Regions from separate parts of the Triticum aestivum genome. Here region 2 is linked to region 1. Evidence: chromatin contacts called from public Hi-C data. All regions are on one chromosome and are shown on one strand. The core of a region is the stretch at or near the end of the contact, and the rest is flanking DNA. Distances in the headings are between cores, read along the strand shown.

Region 1 (4,170 bases), core at 1,142-3,641:
CGGTGGTGTTGAACTCCTACGTGGCTGTTGTCCGGACTAATGCAAAGCCCCTGACTTTGCTTCCACTTTGCGGGAAAAAGTGTATCTAGATCATTTGACGGATCGATACAAACCTGTGTTGAATGTTATAACACGTCAGAACAACACGGTCCGAATATATGCAAACGTTTTAAGAGTAGGGTATTAAAGATGTCCTAAGAAAGACGTCAATATACAACTACGGGAAAAACAGATCAGGTTTAAGAGCAGGCAGCGGAACTGCGGAAGAAGGGAAGCCGGTTCTGCTGCACTGCCTGGAATGTTCATTCGTCTTTGCCCTATGAAGCCCTGACCACCGCCCAGGACAACTAATCTCCTATAGTATAGTAGTTTATCAATCATGGAGCAATGACACCGCTACTTGCATATGCATGTGCACCCACTGGCGGAGGAGCCCAATGGGCAAGGTGTGCACCCACTGGCGGAGGAGCCCAGTGGGCAAGGTGTGGCGGCCGCCACACCTTGATTCCACACCAAATTTTTATATGTATGCATGTATTTTTTTTGAATACCTAAGACCTCTTCCAATGCTTGTTTAGGATAGTCATAGTGGGGAGTAACTTAGACTAGTAACATGCATATGTTACTAGTCTATATTACTACCTCTATAATGGGTAGTGTCATAGATGTGGTAACATAAAGGGTTTCATTTGTTAATTTATAGACTCATTTTACATTGAGAATCGCTATGTGATGGTAACATATTATATTACTCTATTTGCATCTCTCCTCATTAATTGCCTGCCACATAAGCATGTTCGCGAGTCCTAAGTACATAATACTACTTATGTTACCCCCATTATGGCTAGCCTTACTCAGATGGGGTGCAAAGAGCATTAAAGAGTTTAGCACCTGAAGTTCACAATTGCATAGGTGCTTAGTTTGTTGTTGCTAAGCTTCCTAATTTAATTGTTTAACAACTAAAGTCTCTCATGCATAGGGCAGACTTCTTTCATTTAAATCTTTTGCATAGGTCCGCACACTTGGCGTTGGTTCTTTCTAGTGTCATCAAAATCTTCTCTCTCCTCTTAACTACCTTGCGACATCAGATTTTTTACCTATGTGGCATGCTAAGCACCAATACACCATGGAGCATGGGCCTAAGCATATACACTACTGTTTGTGGGTTTTAGACCATAGCAGATCGATTCGTCCACGCAAACCTAGATGGAAGCACACAAGCTAGATCGGAAGCACACAAGCAGGCAGCTTGATTGATGTGCTGGCTAGCACATGCACATCTCACCGTGTAGACGTACTCGAACCGGCTTGCTTCTGTTGAACAATGATCAGATCGATTCTCTCGGCGGCTTGCTCTTAATAGAACTCTCATAACTTGGCGACCACAAAACAGAACGGAGAAAAATTTGCTGGTGCGCTCAACTTGCATTTTTTGGTTCTTTTTTCATTGACTTGTACTCCATCTGTTTCTAAATATAAGCCTTTGTAGGGATTTAACTATGAACGACATATGAAACAAAATGAGTGAATTTACACTCTAAAATGCATCTATATACATCCTTATGTTATCCATAGTTAAATCTCTACAAAGATTTATATTTATAAAGGGAGGGAGTATATATAAGAGTACAATGATTGACTACCCGTGCCCTTTCGTAAAAAAAAAGACCGACTATCCATGCCAACGCGTCTCGGACTTCACTCCCAATACAACATGACCAGGTGTTCGGTTTAACACATACTCCCTCCGTTCCTAAACATTTGTCTTTCTAGAGATTTCAGCAAGTGACTACATACGGAGCAAAATGAGTGAATGTACACTCTAAAATATGTCTATATATAAATCCGTATGTGGTAGTCCATTTGAAATCTCTAGAAAGACAAATACTTAGGAACGAAGGGAGTACTTCCTCTGATCCTAAATATAAGACCTTTCAGAGATTCCACTATAAACTACATACGGATTATATAGACATACTTTAGAGTGTAGATTTACTCATTTTGCTCCGTGTGTAGTCTATAGTGAAATCCCTAAAAGGTCTTATATTTAGAAACAGAGGGAGTATATGGGATGAATATGAGGTGTGCCGGACAACTAAATAATTTGATGATGTGTTATATTAAAAGAAGATATTTAAAAGTTGATATATTGCATGCGTCTTCTAGACGCCATTGAAAGCTTCGGTGCAGTGTGAATTGACTATTATGTTTTTGCATCAAAAGCTTTAGTTGACAGTTCACCACACTCTAATTTTTTTTCGTCCTCTGTGTGCGCACTGCGCAGCAATGTGTCGACACGGCCTCGTACCATGCACGCACACCCGGTCGCAGCCCATAAACCTGCATATATAACAAGATCCTACCCAGCAGTTCGTCACACACAAACTAAGAGCCATATTTCCCATCTCATAATTTTCAGTCATACCCAACTTTGTCGAATTTGTGGACACCATAGTGCAGCACAGTAACAGGCAATGGAGACCGCCAGAAAGCCTCACTTTGTGCTCGTCCCATGGATAGGAAGCATCAGCCACATCGTCCCCATGACGGACATCGGCTGCCTTCTCGCCTCCCATGGAGCGTCGGTCGCCATCATCACGACGCCCGCCAACGCGTCGCTTGTCCAGAGCCGCGTCGACCGTGTCACCCTGGACGGCGCGGTGCTCGCGGTCACCACGATCCCCTTCCCGGCCGCCGAAGCCGGCCTGCCGGAGGGGTGCGAGAGGTTGGACCTGATCACGTCCCCCGCCATGGTGCCTGGCTTCTTCGAGGCCAACAAGAAGTTCGGCGAGGCGGTGGAGCAGTACTGCCTTCGGGACGCGCCACGCCGGCCGAGCTGCATCGTCTCCGGGATGTGCCACACGTGGACGCTGCCCATGACACGAAACCTCGGCGTGCCCTGCTACATCTTCCACGGCTTTGGTGCGTTCGCCTTGCTGTGCATCGAGCACCTCTACAGGCAAGGACGGCACGAGGCGATTGCGTCCGCGGACGAGCTCGTCGACATCTCGGTCCTGCAGCCGTTTGAGTGCAAGATCCTCGGCAGGCAGCTGCCGCCGCATTTCTTGCCATCCACGTCCATGGGGAGCGGGGTGATGCAGGAGGTCCGGGAGTTCGACATGGCCGTGGACGGCGTCGTGGTGAACAGCTTCGACGAGCTGGAGCACGGCTCCGCGGCGCTTCTCGCGGCAGCCGCAGGCAGGAAAGTTCTCGCCGTGGGGCCGGTCTCTCTGTGCTGCGCACCTAGTCTCGACCCGCAGAGCGATGACGCGCGGCGGTGCATGTCGTGGCTGGACGGCAAGAAGGCCAAGTCCGTGGTGTACGTGAGCTTCGGCAGCGCCGGGTGCATGCCGCCCGCGCAGCTCATGCAGCTCGGCATGGCCCTGGTCTCGTGCCGCTGGCCTGTCATGTGGGTTATCAGAGGCGCTGACTCGTTGCCCGACGACGTGAAGGTGTGGCTACGTGAGAACACCGCCGGCGACGGCGACCCGGACAGCAAGTGCCTGGTAGTGCGCGGGTGGGCGCCGCAGGTGGCCATCCTGGCGCACCCGGCGGTGGGCGGATTCATGACGCACTGTGGGTGGGGCTCGACTCTGGAGAGCGTCGCCGCCGGCGTGCCCATGGTCACCTGGCCTCTGTTCGCCGAGCAATTCGTCAACGAGAAGCTGATCGTGGACGTGCTTGGCATCGGGGTGTCCGTCGGCGTGACAAAGCCAACGGCGAACGTCCTGACCGCTGGCAAGCATGGCAGCGGAGAGGCGAAGGCGGAGGTGGGGGCGGAGCAAGTCAACAGCGCTCTGGAGAAGCTGATGGATGGAGGGGTTGCAGGGGAGGACATGTGGAGGAAGGCTCTGGCATGTAAAGCGAAAGCAAACGCTTCTCTGAAGGAAGGTGGGTCGTCGTACAACAATTTAGAGGAATTGATTCAGTCTGTGTCTGAAAATTCGACTGAGCAGTCTTAGCTAATGGGCGGAGTATTTTTTTGTATCGATTGTTCCTGCAGTATAATCCAAAATGCCAATAAAGAAGAACCAAAAATGCTAGACGTACAGGCGTTTACAGGGATTTTACATGCTCCTTCCAAACTTCCTAACGAACGACTGAAGTTTCTAACCCTACTTTCACCTCCTGACATGCTACCAAACCCACGGCAGTTGGTATTCAGTATTT
Region 2 (4,712 bases), core at 1,532-4,031, 270 kb after region 1:
AGAGTAGATACACAGGCCGGCCACCAAAGCCAAAAGTTGCAACTTGCAAGATACAGCACTTGAAGACTTCATATCACAGTGCTGCTAGCCTGCTACAGCCGCAAAGGATACGAGTACCATGCATGCAAGCCTATTAAATACTACGGTCTATCCGTCTATGATTGTCTCCATACTGATTAAGGGCCCTTCTTGGTTAGTAGCAGTAGTGGACTAAGCAGAGCTGGTGAAGGGTGAACTTCTGTAGGCTCACTAGTTTCACTGTATTTGATTTTGACAGTTGACGGGCAAATGCAGCGAGACCGCATGATCCGGTGCCGCAAAAGGAGGCGACCGCTACGGGGCTTGCATCTCTCTCTCGGCTGCTGTAGCGAGATGTCATGGCTCTGTCAGTTGTCACGATTGGGCCAGACGTGCCGCGCGTTAGGTTGGCAAGGCATTTTTCGAGAGGATAACTACGCCCCTTCCAAGTAGCAAGAAAAAGATCGACCAAAAGCCACAAACACAACAGCACTTTGACACTAATTATGTGCGTACAAAGGTGATCTCGCCACATCACCCAATGATTTTCTGCACCCGAAAAATCTTGCAAATATCGCGAAAGGGATGGCTTTAGGCTTCATCTTTGAGGTGAGTTTATTAGTGAAGCCTTTCGCTGCTGCTACTACACCCACTATTCCTAGATAGAAGACGTTTTGGCAGTTCAACTAACGAACAAGAGGTAGTACTTCCTCCGTTTGCTTTTATAAGACGTTTCAGACAGCTTGCTTTGTATTGTTTTAAATAGTGTTTGAATGTCTAAAACGTACAGGCTAAGATACCGTGAGCTAGCACTAATTTGAAGCAGGAAATGGGGATGATTTATATACTTTTGCCAGAGGAGGAAGGATAGATGTGCGTACTTGTCAGTGAGGAGAGGGTAGACAAGGATGGCCCCCTGGAAGTCTCCTGCCAAAACGGTGTCCATGAGCAGGTCCTTGAGCTGAGCGATGCCATGCTTGGGCACGAACATGTTGAGCCAGGGGTGAGGCACGTCCCAGAGCCCCTGCCTCCTCAGGCTCTCCTCCTCCATCCTCACCCTGTTCAGGAAGTCGAAGTAGGACACCTCCACACTGTACATGTGGGACCTCATGTGGCTCATCCTCCCTGCCACCAGCTCCACAACCTGCACAGTTTTTTTAAAGACCACAAGAAGACTAGCTCGTTAGCACTCAGCGGTCCTTTTCTGTTGCTGTTCAAGATGTGAACTTGCGTTTTGTATTTAAATTGAAAACTGGAAATTCTGTGTGAATTCAGGAGACTGACATGGTCGACACTGGAGCTGGAGCCGTCCGGCTGGAGGTCATGCACTGCAAACTCTATGCAGTAGTAGACCTTCTTCCTGCCCTCGGAGCCGAAGTCTGGGCTGAAATCGATGCGGGCGGGGAAGGCAATGGATGAGCTGCGGATGGAGTGCTCATCCAGAACCATGAACCCCTCCACGTAGTCCACCTGCTCCGGCATTGAGATCAGAAGCTCTTGGTCCTTGGTGAATGTTTCGAAGCTGTCGTAGAAGGCCCTCACCCATCTCACCTGATCATCAGGATGGTAAAAACAGTAACCAACTGTCAAATAAAGCTTAGGAGTAACGAAAGATGATTGGTAGTACAGTAGAAAAGAGGGTATGAGGCATGCATGTACCTTTGGAGGGGCTTCTTGGAGTAGAATCCGTGCCCTGGTGATGATGCCGAACTGGCCAAGCCCACCAAGAACTGCGAAGAAGAGATCCGGGCTCTTGGTGCGTGAGCATGTCACGACCTCCCCATTCCCTGCGGCCAACATACCAAGAACGTGAAAAAGAGGCGTAAATCACTGCAGAATTTACAGGTTCAGCGCTTTGTTCTTTCCTTTGAAAATTGAAATGAAACGGAGAAAGGGTTTATGAGAAGAAAAAATTGACAGTAGGCTGCATGTGCGCGGTGGGCGGCGAGTGCTGCATACCTGTGACGACTTGGAGCTGCAGGACGTTGCTGATCTGCGGGCCATGCTTGAACGCCTGGCCGCTGATGCCGGCATTGGACAGCGTCCCGCCCACGGTGAGGTACAAGTAGTCCGTCCAGGACAGCGGCGCCAGGCCGGCCTTCAGGCACTCCTCCAGCACCTCCACCCACAGGGCGCCGGCGCCCACGTCCGCGTACGCGTGCTCTGTTGCCTCGCCGCTGACTCTGCCCGCCCGCGCAGCCACCACCACCACGGTGCGTGGCAGGGAACGCGTCTCCACCACAATGCCGTCGCGCGCCTGCGCCTGGCCCTGGAGCGAGTGCCCCACGCCGCGCGCGGCCACGGTCGCTCTCGGGCGCGGCGGCGCGGACGACAGCGCGCCCAGGAGGAGCGCGATGTCGGCGGAGGACCCCGGCCGGAGGATCGCGAAGGGCGCGTCGGAGACGACGGCGCCGAAGTCGCGGGCCGAGGACGGGGTCGGCTCGAGGAGCGCCACGGGGCCGAACACGTCCGTGGGGCTCTGGATGAAGGTCGCCGCGGAGCACAGGAGCAGGGCAAGGGCGGCGGCGTACATGTACAGCACCCTGAGGTCCATGGTTTCTCGCGCTTGGACAAGTTACAGGACCTAATGGTGCTCCTTGCTTGCCGGACGAGGCCGATGGAAGTAGCAGGCAGGTAGCTGAAGGCGTGGTCGCTCGCGCGAGCTGTTTGGTGATTGCTGCCCCGGTCGGGACGTCTCTGTCTGGATGGATCCTTGGGTTCCCACAAGAACTGTGGATCGATGGGAGGGAAGAGGGACGGGAGGGAGGAGGAGCGAGGCGCGACAGCTCGCGGATATATACAAGCGGAGAGGAGAGGAATGGGTCTCTGTCGTCGGTCGTAAGCGGTGCCGTGACGCGGTCGGGCCCTCAGAGAGAATCTAATGGAAACCCGGAGTTCGGTACGGCGGATCCACGAGGGCCCGGACCTGCCTCCCGCCTCCGTTCGCTCCACACTTCCATTGATCGATCGCATTTCTCCCGAGAGGATCAACTGCTAAACCTTGGGCAAGAAAGCAACTTACATCGTGAAGAAGTTTAAGAAGAGATCCACTTAAAAAAACCTAATAGTGCTATTAGATACTGCCTTCGATCCATAGCAAGTGTTGCAGTTTTGAACAACGAAATATGTATTTGGCAACCCCGTGCCCAGTTCCTTTCCGATCTCCTTCCTTTCCCGCACGTCCTCCTGATTTCTTTCCTTTCCCGCACGCCTCCGATCTCCTTCCTTTCCCGCACGTCCTTCCCGACCGACCTCCCCCGATTTTTTTCCTTTCCCGCACGCCTTCCCGATTTTCAGGCAAAAATAATGATTCGACTAGGATTTGATCTCTGGTTTGCAAGTAATCAACAAAGGGAGCTAACCACCTCACCTATGACACTCATTGTTGAATAAGCTAAGGGAAATGCTATTTTTGACATGTTTTTGCCTTTAATATGTTAGCACTGAAAAACTTTTTGTTTCACCTATCAAACCTGGCACATAAACTTTTCCCGTGGTAAATTCTCCATCACCACCACGATAAATGATGCACCACCAACATGATAACTTTTGTATACCACGCGGTACATTACGTGTAAGTAGCATGGTCATAAGCACTGAAGGCGTGATAACTTTGGCGAAAGCATCGTGGTAACTTTGATCATTGGAATAAATTTGTTGAACATGCCCCCCGGTAATTTCTGTAAATAGCACGATAACATTCACGCCATAGACCTGATAATTTAGATACAAACCTCATGGTAACTTTAACCATTGGGGAAGACAAATGTGAAAAAATACCCAATAATTCATGTGTAAATAGGTGGTAATATACGCAACGCATATCTGATAACTGAGGTAGAAACACCATGGTAACTTTGACCGTAGGGAATTTTTTTTTTGAAAAGATACTCCGGTATCTTCTTTGTAAATAGCACGGTAGTATACCTCCCTCCCCTAGCATTTTTATGTGTAAATAGCATGAAAACATATGCGCTGCGATAACTAAACACCATGATAAGTTTTTGACCGGGGGGGAGGGGAATTTGCTGAAACATACCCCTGATAAGTTTTGTGTAAATAGCATGATATTTTAAGCACTACGGGTTTGATAGGTTACCTAGAATCACCATGATAACTTTTGTCCTGGGAAAAAGTTGTTCAAAACATCCCCAATAATTTTTGTGTAAATAACATGATAATATAAGCACCGCATAACCGATAACTTGCAATATAAACATGATGGTAATTTTTTTACCAAAGGAAAATAAGTTGTTTAAAACATACACTCGCCTCGCGCGTGGGCCTCTTGGATAAACACAACACATGGCGTGCCAAAGGAAAGTCACATAATGTTTAGTGTCATGAGGGGAACACGTGCTATAGGCGTGATAAGTTACGCAAAAACATCGTGGTAATTTTTGACCTATGGAAAAAGCTACCGAAACACACCCAGGTTTTTAGGTGCAAGTACCATGATAATATACGAACTGTAGACCCGGTAACTCATGTACAATCCCCCATGGTAACTTTGACCGGGGGGAGGTTGATGTACATATACCCAGATAACTTATGTGTAAGTACCACGGTATTTTACACATCGAAGACCTTATAACTTGTATACAAAACACAGTGGTAACTTTGAAGGGGTGTAGTTGTTGAAGCATAGTACCTGGTACATTCTATGTAAATAGCACGGTAAGTCACGCAACACA

Evidence for each region. Hi-C and Micro-C count contacts between places; a contact is called where the count stands out from the background.
Region 2: a Hi-C map of leaf shows a contact between it and region 1, with 4 times the contacts expected there. The contact joins the promoter of LOC123053961 here to the promoter of LOC123049647 in region 1. A contact is called at or near these places in 5 of 5 Hi-C or Micro-C datasets (leaf, root and an unstated tissue).

Annotation. Positions count from the first base shown.
Region 1 is chr2D:480,072,520-480,076,689 of IWGSC CS RefSeq v2.1, forward strand. It overlaps LOC123049647 (UDP-glycosyltransferase 73C6), which reads left to right and starts at 2,392. Exons shown (of 1, transcript XM_044472545.1): 1 at 2,392-4,045. The coding sequence starts at 2,475. The coding sequence ends at 3,962.
Region 2 is chr2D:480,341,685-480,346,396 of IWGSC CS RefSeq v2.1, forward strand. It overlaps LOC123053961 (cytokinin dehydrogenase 8), which reads right to left and starts at 2,782. Exons shown (of 5, transcript XM_044477587.1): 1 at 1,978-2,782; 2 at 1,678-1,805; 3 at 1,303-1,569; 4 at 900-1,162. The coding sequence starts at 2,572.